Regions from separate parts of the Zea mays genome. Here all the other regions are linked to region 1. Evidence: chromatin contacts called from public Hi-C data. All regions are on one chromosome and are shown on one strand. Each heading gives the region's core, a stretch centred on a gene start, on an enhancer-like site or on the middle of the called end of the contact. The rest is flanking DNA. Distances are from core to core; before and after follow the strand shown.

Region 1 (3,393 bases), core at 510-3,009:
TAATTAGACTCAATAGATTCGTCTACAGAATTAGCCACTACTTATGCAATCAGCTTTATAATTAGGTTCTGTCTAATCCTTCAAATCGACATCCGAAAAACCAAACTAAACTTTAGACGGGGGTATCCAAACACCCCCATAATCGACGCACCATAAAGACAGAGATCCAGCATCAAGAACTTAAACACCAAAAATAATCTATCTCCCAAGGTACTGAATCAAAGGTATATATATCTCTCTTTCACCTTATGGAGAACTTGGGATAAGGTTGGACCAGATCTCTGGGATCCTGGCTCGGCGGCCCCTCGGCCACGGAGGTTGCCGGATCAGTGCTCACACCCGGGCCAGTAGACTTGAAGGAACATGAGGGGCCTGAAGGCTGCTCACTGGATAACATCTGATGAACGCCTTCGCTGCTCGCCCCAGATCTGCTGCTGCTACAGTCGGCACTAAGAACCCAAGAGCTGTGAAGCAATTGGGTCTGCTCTTATCCTTACACTCCAGCATACCAAGTTGGTAAATTCAACAGGTGGAGTGCGAGAAACTTCGCTTCCTTGGCCGCCCACTATCTCAATTCTCATCAGGCACCTGCAGAAAGAAACCAAGGTACATATTATTTCATGTCCACACAACCAAACCAGCTGTTCTTTGGGAATATAATGGCATGATTTTATGCTGATCGATGCAGCAAGAGAGAGATAGATGCAGAGAGGAGAGGACAAGAGCGGAGGGAGCTGCCCTCGAAGTAGCACAAAAGCACATAAAATATCATCCCGGGGCAAGGTGGTGAACGGGCTAGTCTTGGAGCAGATTAAGGGGAAGTCTACACGGATCATGCAACTCTTGCAAAGGATTCGCAGAAAGGGAACAGCAGGAAGAAGACATGAACAGTTGCCAAGCACTGGAGGGTAGCTTGTATGGTAGTGCTTTCTTGATGGGGAAATAAATAGCAAAAGAAGAAAAGAGTAAAGGGAGCTTATTAACTAGAGATATGGCGAGAAACCAATAAAAAGTAAGGATTTTCTGTTGCTTCATCACTGGCCTAATCGGGGATTTATGTGGCTTGGATATGGACGACGAGGCATGGGAGGACGTACAGGAAGGAGTTCGAGAACGGGGGCCTAATCCGTACCAAATCTGGAAAAGGCAGATGCAGGGATCGGGAAACTTTGCCGGTAGCCAAGAACAACACAAGCAAGCACGAAAAGCAGCGGAGATCTAGCGCTCAGTCACAAGCAGTGAGAGAAGCACGCGAGAAATCCCAACTCCGCCTGAAGAGATCCATTCCGCAGACGCCAATCTTCCAGTTCCAGCGATGAGTCTCGTAAGGGGAAGCGACGCGCAAGAGCAGGGAAAAATCCAACAGAGCGGATTCAAGTCAAGCAAATCGAGAACCGCCTACGAAGTCACCGCACGTACTAACTCGGAGAACTCCGGCAGTTCTCTTACCTTTTCTTCACAGCCGCTCACCGAGCGGCGCCCGCGCGCGCGGGAGTGAGCATCCTGCCTGTAGATCCACGCAGCGAACAGGCGGGGAGGAGGGCGAGGGGCTCGGAGCTCTATGGTGGTGGTGGCTTCGATTTCTGGGGGCTGAAGCAGACGGAGAAGGGAGAAGAGAACAGGAGACGGGGGAGGGGAAGCGAGGCAAGGAAAAAGGGAAGAAATGTTTTTTTTTTGGCTTGCTATGTATTCCACCACCACTTTCTCTCTCTCGGCACCACGCTGTCTGTGTGCGAATAGCCGAATACTCTACTCGCTCGGTGGCAAGATAGATAACGCATTAGACGACGCATTATATTATATTTGATCATTTATTTTAGGGCCTATTTATTTAAGACTATAATCTATCCAAGTTTTAAATAAATTAGATTATATAATCTGATCATATCATATTATAATCCTACACAAACAAACAAACAGACTCTTAATCGGTTTTCTATAAATAATAAAGTAAATAAATCGTTATTAAAATATATCTAATAATAAATAATTAATATTTATATAACAATTTTAAAAAGGATGAACTATGTGTCTAAACGTTATAAAAAATATTGAGACAGAGAGTACTCCGAAATTGCTGCAGAAAAAAAAAAGATTAGAAGAGAGAAGGAAACGCCAACCACTCACACATAAAAGGCATCTGGTTCTCCACCAAGCCAAGCCAAAGGCGGGGCTGGCTAGCTGGCTGTACTCACTCGGTCACGCCTTGTGTTTCCAATTTATTCTGAAATATTTATAATTTATTTTAAAGCAAGTATATTTCTAGATATAAGACGATCTAGCTAGTTTTTTATATTTCTTATTTCTAAAGTGAATGGTTTTTTATAATTCTTTATTGAAACTTTAAAAGTGTATTTATTTTAGAACGGAACGAATACTGTTAGCTGCAGCCGTTCAAGAGGTGTATTTGCTTTTGAAGCGAGGAAAAAGAGGAGGCTCAGACTCATAGAGAGAGAAAGGGGAGCGCTGACGCAAGAAAATATGTGGGTTTTTTGTCGTATTCTACATTAACTATATTTATTTATATTTCGATCGTATTGAGTGCTCTTTCTCTCTCTTACCTTCTCTCTGTTGTCATCGATGGCCTTGTCTATATTTTCCACGCAACAATCGCTCTTCGCGAGGGTATATTTGGCCATTTCGAAAATTCTATTTTAAACCAACCACCACTATTCGATTTTGTTTTTTTACTACGAAATTAAGGGTCAAGATCCTTACAACGGAACTATTGATACTGCATAAATTTGCCATCTATCTGGCTTTAACGGGATTTTACACATTTTAGAAGTAATGAAAAAATGTTTCACTCCTTAAAATTTAATAACTATTTCATTAAACTAAAAAATACTAAACTAATGCCAAAGTTTTATATAAAATATAACACATCTTCTAGTTTTAATATAGAAATATAATGCAACGCTAGGACCTAGTTTTTGCCATCGAAAAAAATACAAGATGGCCTTAGAAATCACAAGTTGATAGTTCAATGCTAAGGACCCATAGTTTTAAAATTATGTAGCAAAAAATAAACTCGAACCAAAACTTCTCTTTTACTTTTAATACACTAAAGTGGTTGCTATTTATAATTGTGTAATCACTCCTCATGTTTATGGTTTTATAATGGACATAACTCTTTGTATAGACATTGAGGTACAGAGACACTTAGATGGAAGAGACCCGCTAATATGTCCATAATACCCACAACAATATGACATCAAGCTATTCCTCACTAAAGGACAAAACCTTATGCACTCCATGTAGGATTTGCAACTTGTACTTTTCTAGACAGTCCCTAAGGATCAGACCCATATCCAGAAAATATATTATAGAAAAGAGTTACATCCATGTTTACGATCGAAACCTCAGATGAAGCAAAATAATTTGAGTTCGTGT
Region 2 (3,249 bases), core at 712-3,211, 310 kb after region 1:
GTCCGGTGCGCCCAGAGGACACCAACTCAAACTCCTCGCCCTCGGGATTTCTTGGAAGCCGGCGCGCTATAATTCACCGGACTGTCCGGTGTGCACCGGACATGTCCGGTGCTCCAAGGAAGCGCGGTCTTCGGAACTCGTCAGCCTCGGGTTCGCGCGGCAGTCGCTCCGCTAAAATTCACCGGACTGTCCGGTGTGCACCGGACTGTCCGGTGTGCCAGCGGAGCAACGGCTTCCTGCGGTGCATTTAATGCGCGCGCAGCGCGCGCAGACGTCAGGCACGCCCATACCAGTGCACCGGACATCAAACAGTACATGTCCGGTGTGCACCGGACACCCAGGCGGGCCCACAAGTCAGAAGCTCCAACGGCTAGAATCCAACGGCAGTGATGACGTGGCAGGGGCACCGGACTGTCCGGTGTGCACCGGACTGTCCGGTGCGCCATCGAACAGACAACCTTCCAACGACCACTTTTGGTGGTTGGGGCTATAAATACCCCAACCACCCCACCATTCATTGTATCCAAGTTTTCCACTTCTCAACTACTACAAGAGCTAGGCATTCAATTCTAGACACATTCAAAGAGATCAAATCCTCTCCAATTCCACACAAAACCCTAGTGACTAGTGAGAGTGATTTGCCGTGTTCATTTGAGCTCTTGCGCTTGGATTGCTTCTTTTCTTTCTCACTTGTTCTTGAGATCACAACTCCATTGTAATCAAGGCAAGAGGCACCAATTGTGTGGTGGCCCTTGCGGGGAAGTTTTGTTCCCAGCTTTGATTTGAGAAAAGAAGCTCACTCGGTTCGAGGGATCGTTTGAGAGAGGGAAGTGTTGAAAGAGACCCGGCCTTTGTGGCCTCCTCAACGGGGAGTAGGTTTGCAAGAACCGAACCTCGGTAAAACAAATCTCCGTGTCTCACTTGCTTATTCGCTTGGGATTTGTTTTGCGCCCTCTCTCGCGGACTCGTTTATATTTCTAACGCTAACCCGGCTTGTAGTTGTGTTTATATTTGTAAATTTCAGTTTCGCCCTATTCACCCCCCTCTAGGCGACTATCAGCAACAAACACCCCCTATACGCCGCAGCGCTGCCCCCTACGGTGCCCCCTACCGCTGCCACACGCGCCCTCCTCTTCTCTCTCCCGCTGGATCCAGCGTGTGCTCGTCTCCCCCCTTCTATTGTGTTGTGGGTCCGACTCTAATTGTTAGTAGAAGAAATATTGATAGTGGATAAAAAGTAGTATATGAAATAATATTTTATGATTGTAGCGGGATATAGGGAGAGAAAATAGTGGAAACCGTTGCGGGAGATGAAAAAGTAGGAGGTGAAATATTGATGATGTGACGCAAAAAGTGATATATAGGGAAAAATTTAGGGGTAACCGGTACGGACAGTCTAAGGTTGTCCGCAGTCGCGTCCGCCGGGCCGCCCCCTCCCCTCGATCTGGCGGCTACATAAGCCCCCTACGGCTGCAACAGCGTCCTCTACAAGGCCCTCCACGCAGCAGATGTGAACAGGAACACGCGGCAGCCAGCGTGAGTTTGCCGTCCCCCTTCAACTGTAAATTTGTACAATTGTTTTTTAATAGGTGAATAAAAATGGTAATAGATGATAAATATGGTTGGATAATGATATTTTATAGTTGTAGTTGGGTATAGAGAGAGAATATAGAGGAAACCGCTGTGGAAGATGAAAAAGTAGAGAATAATATGTTAATGATGTGACGAAAAAAATGACTTATGAGAAGAAATTGAGGGAAAACCGCGCGGTAAAGTCTAAAGGAATCAAACGACCTTAAGTTTTCTCGAGCCAATTGGATCGGGTTAGTGGCCCATGATTGGTGTAGCTGCATCAGTTTGTCCAGTATCAGGCCCAAAATCGCACCGCACGAGAGAACCTCAGCGAAGGCGCAAAGCAACCAAGTACTACTAACACGCGCGCGGCCGCACGGCCGCACCGCACCGCACCGCACAATCGACCGTCCCCGCGACGGTCCAGACTGCAGAGAGACCAGACCCCAACGCCGCTCGCGTTCGGGCGCGGCCCTTCCCCCGCCGCCCTCACCACCCTCCCTCCCCGCCGCTTCCGCCCCGTAGGACGCGGCCACGTTCGCCGCCTCAAACTGTTGGTGCTGTGGCTGGGGCGAGAGGAGCGGCGGCGCTAGGGTTTCCCATGGACGGCGGCGAGGATCGGACGTTCAAGGCGAACTTTACCGGCGAGGGGGTGACGATGCTGCAGGACCGCGTCAAGGAGAAGCTCAGGGAGCTCATGGGCGACTACTCCGACGACACCCTTGCCGTGAGCGCCCCGCTTCCCTTTCCCACACCGCGGCACGATACCCGATCCGTTGCTAAAACCCTAGCGTCGCACATGCCATCTGTGGAATGCGGTTCTATAGCGGACGGTGCGCGGCTCTCTGGATTTTGCGGAATCGCGTTTCGAATCGCGCATTTGGTATTGCCTTTCTTTAGTATCGTGTGCTGTGGGCATGTTATGGGGTTTAGCGTGGGTTATGTGCTCCGGAGATTGGAGGCACACGATCCCCTACCCCACTCCACGTTTTATATATTGGATTGTGTAGTGGGGATAGCTGGCATTTGGCTGCCTATGCAATCAGCTACTCTATGTTCTCGAGGGAAGTGACTTTGTATTGTTGCGCACCTATCAACACCTCTGGTGTGTCCGGAGTGGAGGTTAAAGTACTTGGTTGCTTTCTTTCAGTTTTCAATATTGTGATGTACAATTTATATTGTTGGTAATTGGTATTATGCCTGTTCTTTTCTCGATGTAGCAAACCCATAACCCATCATTATTGCTGATCTATCTATATCTTGTTGCTCAGGAGTATGTTGTAGTGTTGCTAAGGAATGGGAGACGCAAGGATGAGGCTGCAAAGGAGCTACAGGTTTTTTTAGGCGATGACAATGATGCATTTGTATCCTGGTTATCTTCGTTCACCTGAAACTGTCCTGTTTCATTTTCTTTTCATGTGCCATGCATTTTCTCTGACAACGCCATGAATCTATGTACAATTTTGCAGGTTATGGGACCATCTGTCCTCAAATCTGCACCTTTATGTTCATGCTAAATCTGCCTCTTCTAAGGATGATGTTAAAAGCACTCACAGTGCTGCCAGAGGATTGCCTGTTCACAGTGTGACAAGCAGCATGCAAGTTAATCATGAACCTGAAGCTGAAACCCAGAAGACAGTGGTGACTCATAAAAAAAGAGATTGGGGTCATCAAAAA
Region 3 (3,468 bases), core at 577-3,076, 420 kb after region 1:
GAATTATTTAAACACAACATGAAAATTGAGTATAGAAAGATAATAATTATTATCTGGTTACATGGAATAAGCATACAAACTTATAGAGGCTACAGGCAAGTAAAGAAACTGGACATTATTTTAAGAAACAGGCTACAGATGAGGCAGTTCCTCAGCCATCTCTGTAAGATTTTGCTCCGCCTTGAAATCAAACTCCAACTCCCAAGACCACAAGCAATAACTCAATTCCCACCAAGGTGCTTGGTGGTACTCATTATGTCGCCGAGAAGTTCGGCGACGCAGTCATTCTTCCATGTCTTGTGCAAGATCTGCTCGTGCTCTTGCTCGAGTTTGATAAATTTTTCTTCCTCCACTGCTGTTGCTGCTGCTGACACTATTGCTGTAGCAGTTATTGATGCTCATTACATCGCTCAAGAAATACCAGCAGATTGTGCTATGCGGATGCCCAGGTAAAAAGCCAACAGGAGGAACCCTGCACGGCGTGGACCTCCCAGATTCCATGTCAAAAACCATGCCTTGATCCCTACCACGCCCACCAATCCAGTAGACACAGTTGCCCCTCAGTCCTGGCACACCCTCTCCATACATCGACACCGCATTGTTCCTTCCCACAAAAAGCGAGTGACCTCCCAGGTCCTTCACCACATCCCAGCAAGGCCGCCGTCGAGGATAATACCTCAGCACCAATATCTCATTTTCAGCGACGCGATGCTGACCTCCTGCAGGCAGCTGCAAAGTAACAGTGCAGCTTGCGTTCCTCCAAACTTGGTACAGATTGCCCTCACAGAACACCAAGTTCTTCGCACTAGTGAACGACGAGACAGTGTCATAAGGTGGAGCAAAGACAGTGGCAGGGTTGAACGGGAGGTTGGCCTCAGACAACAGGGGCTCAACAGTGGCCGGCGCATTTAGGTGTGGTCCTTGCGATTCAGGTGGAACTTTCTTATATGGGATGAGTGTCTCTGCACAGAAGGTCACCCTCAGTGGAATAGTTAGATCCTGGTCTCTTGGCCGGGCCTGTTCATAGCGCATCATCCGAAAATTGCGCTGATGTTGCCAACGCAGTGGGCGGAATGTAATTGTGCGCTCATTAGGTTGTGGTGACTGGAGAACAGAGAACTCTGGCTCCGAGGATCCTGCTTCATCAGCGTTGGCAGGCTTCCGGCGCCGGCGCTCAGGAAGACGGAGCACATGCACGTCCCCGCACTTGGTGAGGCAAAAGACCTTACCTTTGTCGGTGTATACGACGTCGGTGAGCTGGTCCCCGCAGGTGAGGCGGACGGGGTCCATGACGGCCCACCTCCTGGCACCGGCGGTGACGTACGCGATCCTGTCGATATCGCAGATTGCCGCGGCGGCGAAGTCATCCTTGGCGGGGCTCGGGGTGAAGACGACCTTGGAAACCCAGCGACTCTCGTAGATCAGCGGCGGGAGGAGGATCTCCACAGCGGCGATGGGGTTGAGGAGCACGAAGACGGTCTTGCCGTTGAAGAGGACGACGGAGAGCGCGATCCAGCCGTTGCTGGAGCCAATGCAGCGGCTTCCCGAGACGATGGCGGTGAGCTCGAATGACCTCCGCGTGGGGAGGGAGGCAGCGTAGGGGCAACAGCGAGCGTCGTCAGCGACCACGAGGAGCGCGGGCGACGGCGGCGGAAGCGCGCAGCGCCACGCCGTGCAGACGCCCCGCGCGCTGGCGTACCACTTGAGGTCGAGCCGGTCTCCGATGCGGCAGAGGAGATCTGCCGGCAGGTCTGCCCAGCGCCGTAACGGTGCCATGGCGACCGGCGGATTCGAGATGCTAGGGTTTGGGAAGGGCGGATGCAGGCGATTCCCCTGCCGGGGAATTTACGATCCATTGTTCGGGTGAGGGATTTTACGAAGGAGCCCTCTCAATTACGATACGTTAGCGGAACGGTCCAACGGCTGATAGAGAAGGAACCGGAACCCCTGCAGCCCTGCCTTTGTCCAGCGTCCACCGTGTCCAACAAATTTAATATTTTAAAATAAATAAATATATAATTTGATGTTAATCTTTTATTATGTTGTTAAGCATATCTATACTACCTATTAAGGCTCTAAGGGGTAGGCTGTCTCTGCTTGGTTCTGCCTTCTGACGATCTCAACCGTCCAATACGCTTTAGAGTCTCTCAGCCGTCCGATGCGCACGCTCTCACCCCCCACGCATCGCCCCGCCCCCACCACGGATCCCGCATCCCCCACGGATCCCGCAGCCGCGCCGCAGCCGCTCCCTCCCGTGCTCCCTTCGCGCCCGCCCATGGATCTCCAACAGCGAGCGCCGCCGCCGCCTCGCCTCGGCAAACCCGGCTCCAGGGCGACAGCTCCCGCCGGTGGGACCTCGTGTTCAGCGTCGTGAAGCCGTCCGTGATCCAGCTGCGGGGGCCCACCAAGGTCAGCGTCTTCATCGCCAGCAACGACGCCGAGCAGGCCTGCAACTTCAAGATCACCGGCATCTACCACGACGGTACAAACCTTGCACCTTCTTCGACTCTTCCCGTCCGATTTGACTATCTAAAACTGTTGTTTCTGATTCGGTGCGCTGGCGATCTGGTCGCCCGCAGGGAGTTCGTGAAGAAGAACTATGGTGACATCAAGGCCCGCAACCCCTCCCTCCCCTTCCTTGTCCGCGAGTGCTCCGGTGTCCAGCCCCAGCTCTGGGCGCGCTACGGTACGCGTGCATCTATTTCGTCCTCTTTCTCCTGCTGTGGCTAAAGATTTGATTTTTATTGGTTGGGGCATTTTTGGGTGAATTTCATATCTTTGTCTGCCCTGTGAAATGGCTCAATCTGCCCTGTGCATTTGGGGGAAGAGGAATTTAGGCAATTATATTTATGAGAAATAAGTTCATAAATGTAAGTTCCATGTTGGTTTGTCATACTCAACTACAAAACTGCTAGAGTCTGTGCAATGGTAACCTGTTGGGGCCAATCCGTACGTTTATATGTGCTCTGCATCATCATCCTGGTTGATCACAGTGGTCCATACCAGCATTTTGTTCAGTTTACTGCTAAATTTCTGGTGGAGCTCCCTGTGGTTTTATGTGATGTTCAATATTATTGTAGAGTAGACAATTACAGTCATGGCTAGACTGATCCTCCACACATTCAGTGTCTTGTATTCCCCCTGTTCCAAATTAAATGTTGCATTAGCTTTGTCCTAAGTCAAACTTTTTTTTTATCTTCGACCAAGTTTATGGAAAAATGCACCAACATCTACAACGTCAGATTAGTTTCATTAAATTCACCATAAAATATGTTTTGGTACTTTAGTATTGAACCTGTAGATGTTAATATAGCTTCCTAAATGTTTGGTCAATTTACATAAGTTTGGCACAGAATTAATCTAAAGTGATCTGTAATTTGGAACGCGGGGCATAGATTGTGTTTTGTTTCCTCAGTTGGCTTACACAGTTTGATTTTATATATTAATGACATGATTTAGTTTCACATC

Evidence for each region. Hi-C and Micro-C count contacts between places; a contact is called where the count stands out from the background.
Region 2: a contact with region 1 is called in a Hi-C map of tassel, with 4 times the contacts expected there. The contact joins the promoter of LOC100282490 here to the promoter of LOC103641749 in region 1. A contact is called at or near these places in 3 of 25 Hi-C or Micro-C datasets (ear, leaf and tassel).
Region 3: a contact with region 1 is called in a Hi-C map of leaf, with 5 times the contacts expected there. The contact joins the promoter of LOC100383053 here to the promoter of LOC103641749 in region 1. A contact is called at or near these places in 3 of 25 Hi-C or Micro-C datasets (bundle sheath, ear and leaf).

What each region holds. Positions count from the first base shown.
Region 1 is chr10:127,088,195-127,091,587 of Zm-B73-REFERENCE-NAM-5.0, forward strand. LOC103641749 (hapless 8) reads right to left here and starts at 1,760. Exons shown (of 4, transcript XM_008665080.3): 1 at 1,450-1,760; 2 at 246-588. The coding sequence starts at 397.
Region 2 is chr10:127,400,966-127,404,214 of Zm-B73-REFERENCE-NAM-5.0, forward strand. It overlaps LOC100282490, which reads left to right and starts at 1,962. Exons shown (of 9, transcript NM_001155399.1): 1 at 1,962-2,299; 2 at 2,844-2,944; 3 at 3,042-3,249. The coding sequence starts at 2,174.
Region 3 is chr10:127,508,885-127,512,352 of Zm-B73-REFERENCE-NAM-5.0, forward strand. It overlaps LOC100383053, which reads right to left and starts at 1,827. Exons shown (of 1, transcript NM_001175729.1): 1 at 1-1,827. The coding sequence starts at 1,776. The coding sequence ends at 283.